3 separate regions of the Pan troglodytes genome follow, and all the other regions are linked to region 3. Evidence: chromatin contacts called from public HiChIP or PLAC-seq data. All regions are on one chromosome and are shown on one strand. Each heading gives the region's core, a stretch centred on a gene start, on an enhancer-like site or on the middle of the called end of the contact. The rest is flanking DNA. Distances are from core to core; before and after follow the strand shown. Region 1 holds the start of REEP4 (receptor accessory protein 4). Region 2 holds the start of GFRA2 (GDNF family receptor alpha 2). Region 3 holds the start of DOK2 (docking protein 2).

What was found. HiChIP or PLAC-seq counts read pairs in DNA pulled down with a chosen protein or histone mark.
Region 1: an H3K4me3 HiChIP or PLAC-seq map of stem cell-derived excitatory neurons shows a contact between it and region 3, with 3 times the contacts expected there. The contact joins the promoter of REEP4 here to the promoter of DOK2 in region 3. A contact is called at or near these places in 1 of 7 Hi-C or Micro-C datasets (stem cell-derived neural progenitor cells) and 1 of 1 datasets of contacts at active chromatin or transcription factors (stem cell-derived excitatory neurons).
Region 2: a contact with region 3 is called in an H3K4me3 HiChIP or PLAC-seq map of stem cell-derived excitatory neurons, with 4 times the contacts expected there. The contact joins the promoter of GFRA2 here to the promoter of DOK2 in region 3. A contact is called at or near these places in 2 of 7 Hi-C or Micro-C datasets (both in induced pluripotent stem cells) and 1 of 1 datasets of contacts at active chromatin or transcription factors (stem cell-derived excitatory neurons).

What each region holds. Positions count from the first base shown.
Region 1 is chr7:30,469,989-30,472,688 of NHGRI_mPanTro3-v2.0_pri, forward strand. It overlaps REEP4 (receptor accessory protein 4), which reads right to left and starts at 1,348. Exons shown (of 8, transcript NM_001246540.1): 1 at 913-1,348; 2 at 87-159. The coding sequence starts at 944.
Region 2 is chr7:30,116,897-30,119,596 of NHGRI_mPanTro3-v2.0_pri, forward strand. GFRA2 (GDNF family receptor alpha 2) reads right to left here and starts at 1,446. Exons shown (of 10, transcript XM_016959184.4): 1 at 1,380-1,446; 2 at 298-373. The coding sequence starts at 337.
Region 3 is chr7:30,245,400-30,248,099 of NHGRI_mPanTro3-v2.0_pri, forward strand. DOK2 (docking protein 2) reads right to left here and starts at 1,368. Exons shown (of 5, transcript XM_519640.7): 1 at 1-1,368. XPO7 (exportin 7) reads left to right here and starts at 2,298. Exons shown (of 28, transcript XM_063816905.1): 1 at 2,298-2,700.

The sequences.
Region 1 (2,700 bases), core at 98-2,597, 220 kb after region 3:
CCTTGCCCCTGGAGGAGGGAGAGGCCAACTGAGACCCTCCCCACCTCACCAAGTCCTATTAAACACACCCAAACCCCCACGCTCACATATTCACGAATGTTCTTGGTCTTCACAGCCTTATAGGAAGCATAAGCTGGACACAGCATCCCAAACACCAGCCTGGAAGAGCAGCCATGGGGAGTGTGAGGGGCACCATGCCCCACTCCCACCTTGCCAAGTGGCCATTTCCCCCCACTGGGGTGCAAGGTGGCAGTACCCACCCTGTTTTTCTCGCTTGGCTTGTACAACCCGTGCCTGAGTCAGAGCCCTGGAGGCCACCTCCCCACCCTGCTGTTTACAAACATCCCAAGCCTGCCCAGGCCTGCACCGGTGGCCCATGGGTGCGTGATGGAGTGAGAGGACAGCCACTCCACGAAGTGGGTGAGAACACCAGACTGTCCCCTCCCATGGGCATGCAATCAGGCCCAGGGTCACCAGACCTGACACTGCCGGGTTGCAGATAGGGCTATGTGAGCCAGATGTTGGCATACTCAAAGGTGAGGAATAGGATGGTGAGTCATGTGACTGCTCAGATGGCAAGCAGGCACCTGGATTCTCCGCCCACAACGTGCCATATCACCTTGTGTTTGCCAAGGGGCAGCAACGTAGGCCTGTGGCCCTCGGCTCCACGCATCTGTTTGCAGTGTGTGTGGCGTGCGGCAGGGGTCGTTCTCAGCCAACGAGGCTTGGTGGGGCGGGTAGCCTGCGGTGCCCGAGACACCGCGTGCAAGCCCACAGGTCCGTTAACCCTTGCATGGAGTGCTGGAGGGTGGAGCTCAGAAAGTTCCTCCTCCCACTAGACGTCCACAGCTTCCACCACAGGGGCGGGACGGCACCCCGGGGTAGAGGAGGTCTGAGGGCGGCCATACTCACACCACCAGGCGACAGATCATCCAGGACACCATCTTGCCGGCCTTTGGGACGTGGGGAGGACCCCAGGAAGCCGCTCAGAAGGACGTTCACTCAAGGGCTGGGACGGGGGGTGATCAGGGCAGTTGCGGGAAGCAGAGGGGCGATCCGGCTGTCCCTCGGCGGAGGCAGAGCCCGCCGCCCACGGCCTCCGACTGTGCAGTTCAGGGGACCTGGAGAATGGGGAGACCCGAGGCAAAGCGTCCCCGGCGGGAAGGAAGCCGACTTGGGAGCGGGCGCGCCCCGCGGCCGGGGCAGTTACAGCTCCCACCCGCCCTTTCTGCCGCGGAGAACCTGGCGCTCGGCCCTTGCTGCTGGTCCCGCGCTGGAGCGGGTCGCCGCGGTTCCAGCGCGCCGGGCCACCAGCACCGGCCTACAGGGCGGAGTTCGCAACTCACTTGAAAGTTGCACGGAACCGAGTGCTGCCCAACCCCAGGGCTCCGGCTCGCCACGCAGGCGCAGTGTAGCCCCGGAGGGGGCGGGGCGAGGTCAGGGAGGCGAGAGGCCGGCCCCTTAAAGGGGCGATGTGCCGCGGGACTCGCGCGTGGGGCCCACAGTGGAGTCACCTTCCCAATCGGAAAGATTAGCGTGTGGGAAGCTGCAACAAAAAAGCAGGGGGAGTGCGGGGGTCGGCACACAAAGGAAATCTGGACTCCAGAGTTTTCGCGACCCTTCACTGGCTTTTCCCGGTGTCTTTCCCTCTCGCCTCATTTTCCCCTCTGTGAACTGGGTAAAGGCATGAGATGCGGTTGGTGGGGTAGAGGGAAGGATCTCCTCTGCAGGCTCAGGCAGGAGCTGGAAGGAAGCTTGGCTGAGCGCCAGCAAGTCCGGGTCTCACACCAGTGGGTCCAGGAGGGAAAGAGGGGAGGTGTGGGGGGAGAGGGAACCTGAGGGACTTTTTGCCCCACCAGGTTTCAGGGGTTCCCTTCTCTCTGGGATGCCTTTCCAGATCCCTGACTCCGGGGCAGGCTGACCGCGATGATTTGAGGCATTCTGGGTAGAGCTCTCAGCTCCCACACTCCTTCTTCAGCAGAAGTTTGAAATTCCACCTATTCCTCTGAGCCAAGTACACAAATAACCCTGGGCCCTTAATAGTAGTATCAACCATTGCCATTTTGTAATGCACGTTTGCACGCAAGGTCTTAGTCTTTGCAAACTTCTTTTAACCATGTAGGAAATAGGATGCTCAGTGGTGAAAAGTAACTTTCCTTGTATCACCCAGTGGTATTTATTGCTGGCTGGTGGCTACATGCTTGGCTTGATCAGTCTTCTGAGAGATCAGCAGCTGCAGGCTGAGTGGCCCTGCAGAGGGCCATGGAACCGGATAAGTTCCTCTGGGAGGGAGGCAGACGCCAGGAAGAAGGGGGAAGGCTCTAAAAAAGAAGGCAAACGTTGCTGCTTCTACTACTTGCCCTGTGAGGTTTCATTCTTTTTGACATCTTCAGCTTACTGCCTCTGTTGTTCCCTCTGAAAATAGTGTCCCCCACCTTGCAGAGGGTGGGAGCAAAGCTGTCCGGGCATGTGGGGTGGAAACACAGGCAGTTACTGCTTTTTATTGGAGCCACAGTTAACACCCACCAGCTATCATAAGGATGGAATAGGTAATCATGGGGCCAGGGAAAGGAGGCTTCTGGGGGATAAATAAACACACGGTGATTATATGGTCTTAATTATTGTCATCAGTTTTATTGGTATTGCTGGGTGTGAGAGCCAGCAGTGAAATCAGCCCACAGGAGAAACTCCCCCGGGGCC
Region 2 (2,700 bases), core at 196-2,695, 130 kb before region 3:
GCTATACTGGCGTGTGAGCGAGCGCGGGTGTGTGTGTGCGTGCACAGTGTCTGCGGGGCTGGTTCGGATGTTGAGTCTCCCTCCCGATCCCCCCGCGTCGCCAGCCAGCCGCGGCTCCGGTCCCTCGTCCGCGTCCCTGCCGCCCGGCCCCGCTCGGTTCGCCAGCACCGGGCCCGGCTAGCTCCACGGCGCGCTCTCCCCGCCGACCTCCCGCCAGCCCCCCACCGGCGCTCCGCTCGCCCCCCGCCTCTCCGGCTTCTCGCCTCCCCCTCGAGCTCGCCGCCCGCAGGTACTCACCTAGAAAGAAGAAGAGGCAGAAGACGTTTGCCAAGATCATGTTAAATAAATCCCACCGTTTTTTTTGTCTTTCTCCCTTGGGTAAAAAAAAAATAATAGTAGTAACAACAACAATAATAATAGCCAAGCAGTGGTAATCAGCCCCAAATCCAATGCGGAGATCCCAGCTAGTCCACCCGATGAAGATCCCGAGTCCTGCGATTCTCGCCTCTGGCTGGAGGGGGTGGGGTGAGAGGCGGGCGATGGGCTGCTGCCTCTCGACGCCCCCCTTGCCTGCTACAGTCAAATATACGCGTATCTGTGTATCGGCTTTCTAAGCCAACAGCCCAGTCCTAGGGTCAGCCCTCCCCTCCAATCGTCCGGGAAGGCGTGAGTCCCCGCGGGTCCAATTCCCCTGCGCTTCCCAGGAGGGGCCTGGGGAGGTGGGGAGAGAGGCGATTTGCGAGTGAAGGGCTGGAAGGAAGCGGCGAGGGAGGGGGTCGGAATAAAATGCAAATAGAAAAGAAATCCACAGACGGGTGTCAGCGCCCAAGAACAATCCAGTCGGAGCTTCGAGGACGAGAGACTGGAGTCGCTTCTTTCGCACCAAGACGAAGACAAGATTCAAAAAAATCTTCTCCCGCTAACCCTTGCTCGGCTCACTTTTTTCTAATGGAATTCCAGTGACCGTGTGTCTCTGCGTGCGTGTGTCTTTCTCTCTCCTCTCTCTCTCTCTCTCCTCTCCCTCGCTCGCTCTTTGCTCTCGCTCTCTCTAGCTCTCCCTCGCTCTCCTCTCTCCCTCCCCCTTCTCCCACTCTCCCTGCTCCTCCCTCCGCCCGCCCCCTTCTCCCTTCGCGGCTCCCTCGCCCGGGCTCTCGCGCCAGCGCCCCTCTCCTCCGCCCCGGGCTCGGCGCTCGGGCTCCCAGGCGGCTGGCGGCGCGGGGCGCGGGAGCGCGGCGGAGCTACGATGCTCTGCAGCGGCGGCGGCGACAAGGCGGTGGCGGTGGCGGTGGCGGCGGCGGCGGCGCCGGGGATCGCGGGCCGAGAGGAGAGCCCAGCCGCCGGCTCCCTCGGCTCAATCGCCCGCCCTTCCTGGGACTGACCTGCTGCCTTGGCCGGAAACTGACTGGCTCCCCCGGCTACGGCTCGGGCTCGAACCCACTCAAGCGTCGGCACCCTCCTCCTCCTCCCCCCGCAGCTCTCCCCACCCTGGGGACGGGCTGCGCCCTCCAACCCCCACTGCCCCTGCCCCCGCCCCCTGCGCCGCCGGGTCTGGGAAGCCTGGGGAGCCGAGCTGAGGCTGGAGGGCGCGGAGTCCGTGGGGCCCGAGCCATCCGGGGGCTCGGGGGGCAGGGCGTTAGAAAAACCCCAGCCGGTGGCCCGGGTCTGAGGGGGGCTCCACCCTCCGTGGGCTAAGGCGTCCCTGCGCCCAGGAGCCGAGGCCGACAAAGCGTCTCCCCGATGGTGCCAGGGAAAGGAATTATCCCCTTCGGCGCCGGCCCCGCGCGCCCCCGAACCCAACGCAGCCTGCCGGCCCCGGCCTAGCCCCGCGCGCACATACACGTGTGCTCTCCGCGCGGACCTCGGGAACTTTGCCCTCACGCCCGCGGCGCGCTTGCCTCCCGCCCGCCCCGGCCTCCACCCCTTCGAGATGCCCCTTCCCCAGCCGGTCTCCCCTCCCCCGGCTCGGGAAGAAGCCTGCTGGGCCAGGGCGCCCTGACCACCTCCTCGGTGGCCGGCAAACCTGCCTGAACCGCCCCAGAGGGATCGGGCAGGGGCTCGCACCCCACCCCGGCAGGAGCGCCCCGAGACCGACCCGGGCCGGGGCTCCGCAGCCGGTTGGGCTCCGAGGAGCTCGTCCCGAGGCAGCTCCCGGCTCCCTAGGCTCCGGGGTTGGGGGGTTCCTCCTCCCCTAGCCGGGAAGGGGGCGATTGATCCATCTGTCGGTGGGCCGGGCTCACCGGCGTGTTTTAGTCGCAGAATTTACAATAAACGCCCAGAAGGACCAAAAAGGAAGCGTCTGGCTGGGAAAGGGCTAGAGGAGAGGTGCGGCTGCGGTCACGTTCCGGCGAGAGCGGGAGAGGCGCGGGGTCGCGGTCGCGCGAGGGCTCACACCGACGCAGCCCGGCATCCCCCGGCCCTCGCGCCACGTTCCTCGCACTCAGCTCGGCGCGCACACACGGTGTCCTGGGGTGGGGTACACGCAGCGCCTCAGAAACTTTTCGTGCTGCCCAAAACAATCTGGGCTGCACGTAACATGAATTTGATAGTACCGTTTAAGATGCATTCTTAAATAACAAGACTCTGGAATCCAGTAAATGCTAGAAATCGACTTGGACGAGAAGGGAGGGGTCACTAACAAAACCAGCAGCCTTAGCTATTGGGAAAGCTAGAGGGAGCAACTTCCATCTTGAGGATTTAGGC
Region 3 (2,700 bases), core at 118-2,617:
TGATGTGCAGGTAGGGAAGCTAGCTAAGGGGTAGTTCTGGGCACACAACAGGTAAGTACGTATAGGATAGGCAGAGAACTGATGTGGGCCTGAGACAGGTGAAGGACTGAGCGAAAGAATCAGTGAGCGTGTGTTCTGAAGGATCCCATCCCTGCCCCTTCCACCCCCAGTGGTCCCTGACTGTGGGGTGTGGGAGAGGGACAATGCCAGTCTCTTGAGCTTCATTTGTAGCCCCCACCCTTTCTCCATTAAGTCTATCACTTTTCTCAGTACTAAGGAAAGAGAGAACCCAGTTCTAGAAACCCGCTGAGAGGAAGGGCCTATAACATAACATAACATAACATAACATGTTACCTAACAGTGACATAATATTTAGAATGCTTTATGTCTTCATATGAAACCCACATGCACCCTAGAATGAGACATAAAGAAGTTAATACATTCAACAGTTTTTTAAATTTATTTTTTGAGATGGAGTCTTACTCTGTCGTCCAGGCTGTAATGCAGTGGCACAATCTCGGCTCACTGCAACCTCCATCTCCTGGGTTCCAGCCATTCTCCTGCCTCAGCCTCCTGAGTAGCTGGGATTACAGGCGCGCACCACCATGCCTGGCTAATTTTTTTTATTTTTAGTAGAGATGGGGTTTCACCATGTTGGCCAGGCTGCTCTCAAACTCCTGACCTCAGTTGATCCACCCCCCTCAGCCTCCCAAAGTGCTGGGATTAAAGGTGTGAGCCACCATGCCCCGCCTCAACAATTATTTACTGAGCATCTACTCTGTGCAGAGGTACTAGGGATACAACATAGACAGAATCGTTGTTTATACTATGTCTGCTTTTAGTTGGAGGGACTGATAATGAAAGAGTAATAATATGTAGTTTTGGACAGTGATCAATGCTGTGATAGTGATAGGCACAGGGGACAACTTTCAAGAGGGTGGTGAGAAAAGGCTCTCTGAGAGGTGACAAGTGAGCTGAAAAGTCCATGAGGAGAGTGAGCCAGCCATTTCACGATCTGAAGGGAAACCAATCCAGGCAGAAGTTACTGCAAGTGCAAAGGCCCTGAGGCAGGAGATCCTGGCTTTGCAGAACTGCAAGGCCAGAATGACCACAGAGCATTGAGCCAGAGGGGGCATGGTAGAGTGAGGTCAGCTCATACGACCTCTTGAGCCACAGCAAAGATTCGAATTCTAAATGCAACATGAGGCCACTTAAGGATTTTAAGTAGGAGTGTAAATTATCTGAATTATGATTTTAAAAAAATGTTCTGGCCAGGCGCAGTGGCTCACACCTGTAATCCCAGCACTTTGGGAGGCAGAGGCGAGCGGATAACCTGAGGTCAGCAGTTCCAGACCAGCTTGGCCAACATGGTGAAACCCTGTCTCTACTAAAAATCCAAAAATTAGCCAGGTATGGTGGTGGGCGCATGTTATCTCAGCTACTTGGGAGGCTAAGGCAGGAGAATCGCTTGAACCAGGGAGGCGGAGGTTGCAGTGAGCAGAGATGGCGCCATTGCACTCCAGCCTGGGCAACAGAGCAAGACTCTGTCTCAAAAAATAACAAATAAATAAAATAATGTTCTGCAGCAGCCAGCTATATGGAAAATGGGTTATCAAGGGGCAAGACAGGAAGCAGGGAAACTAATTAGGAATCTATTACCAGAGCACAGGAGAAAGGTAATGGTGGCTTGGACCAAGGTGTTAACAGTGGAGATGGATGGAGAAGTGGTCATATTGGGTATATATTAGATATAGATTGAACAGGACTTGCAGGTGACTTGCATGTTGGGGACTGATAAGACTTGAAGAATCAACTCCTGAGTGTTTATTAGGAGCAACTGGATGAATGGTGGTACCATTTACTGAGGAAGGGAAGACACAGGGAGAAACACGGGGAGGTTGGGGTGCGGGGGTGGGGGAAGGGAGGGTGGACAGAAATTTGGGCCTGGCCCACTGTGAAACTGTTACCTCTATTCAGTCCAGTAGGGAATCCAAAGAATTTCCATTGCAATTGTGACTCTGAGAATATTTCATTGCCCGATGCCAGGTTCAGAAAGCCACTGACCCCATCACCCTGCCTCTTTATACGCTCGGAGCTAATGATAGGACGCTGGGAGGTTTTGGGGAAAAACAAAAACCCAACATCTCAAAAGGTCTATGCTCGCTAGAAGTTAACAGTCAAAAGCTCTGCCACTTAAATCTTCTGCCTCTTAAATCTTCTCTGAGTCAGCCTAATTGGCAGAGCCTAATTTGCATACAGAACCCTAGCTGCAAGGAAGTTTGGGTAATGTAGTTTCCAGGTGCCCTACCTCTGCAAACCAGGAAGACCCACTAGGAGGACGGAAGTCGAAATGAATGCTGAGCACCGGTCCACTACATCCACCAAGGGTGTGTAATTCACTACCACCATCATTTGCATATGATGGTAGTCCCCTGTAAATACAAACTTCAAACAATCAGTGCTCTCAGAATCCAGCTATGATCTAATCTGGGGGCCTTAAAAGGAAGCCACAGTGGAATCCAATGGAAAACAGGAACCGGCATTATCTAACAGATAATTCCTAGTGAGGAAGACTGGAATTGGCCTCAGCATGCAGGGGCTGACCTTATCTGACCCAGAGAGATGGCTTTCCCACTCATACCTCCACAAGACCGAGCCTAGGGGTCCTAACCACCAGCCCCGCTGCCTCTTCCAGCATCT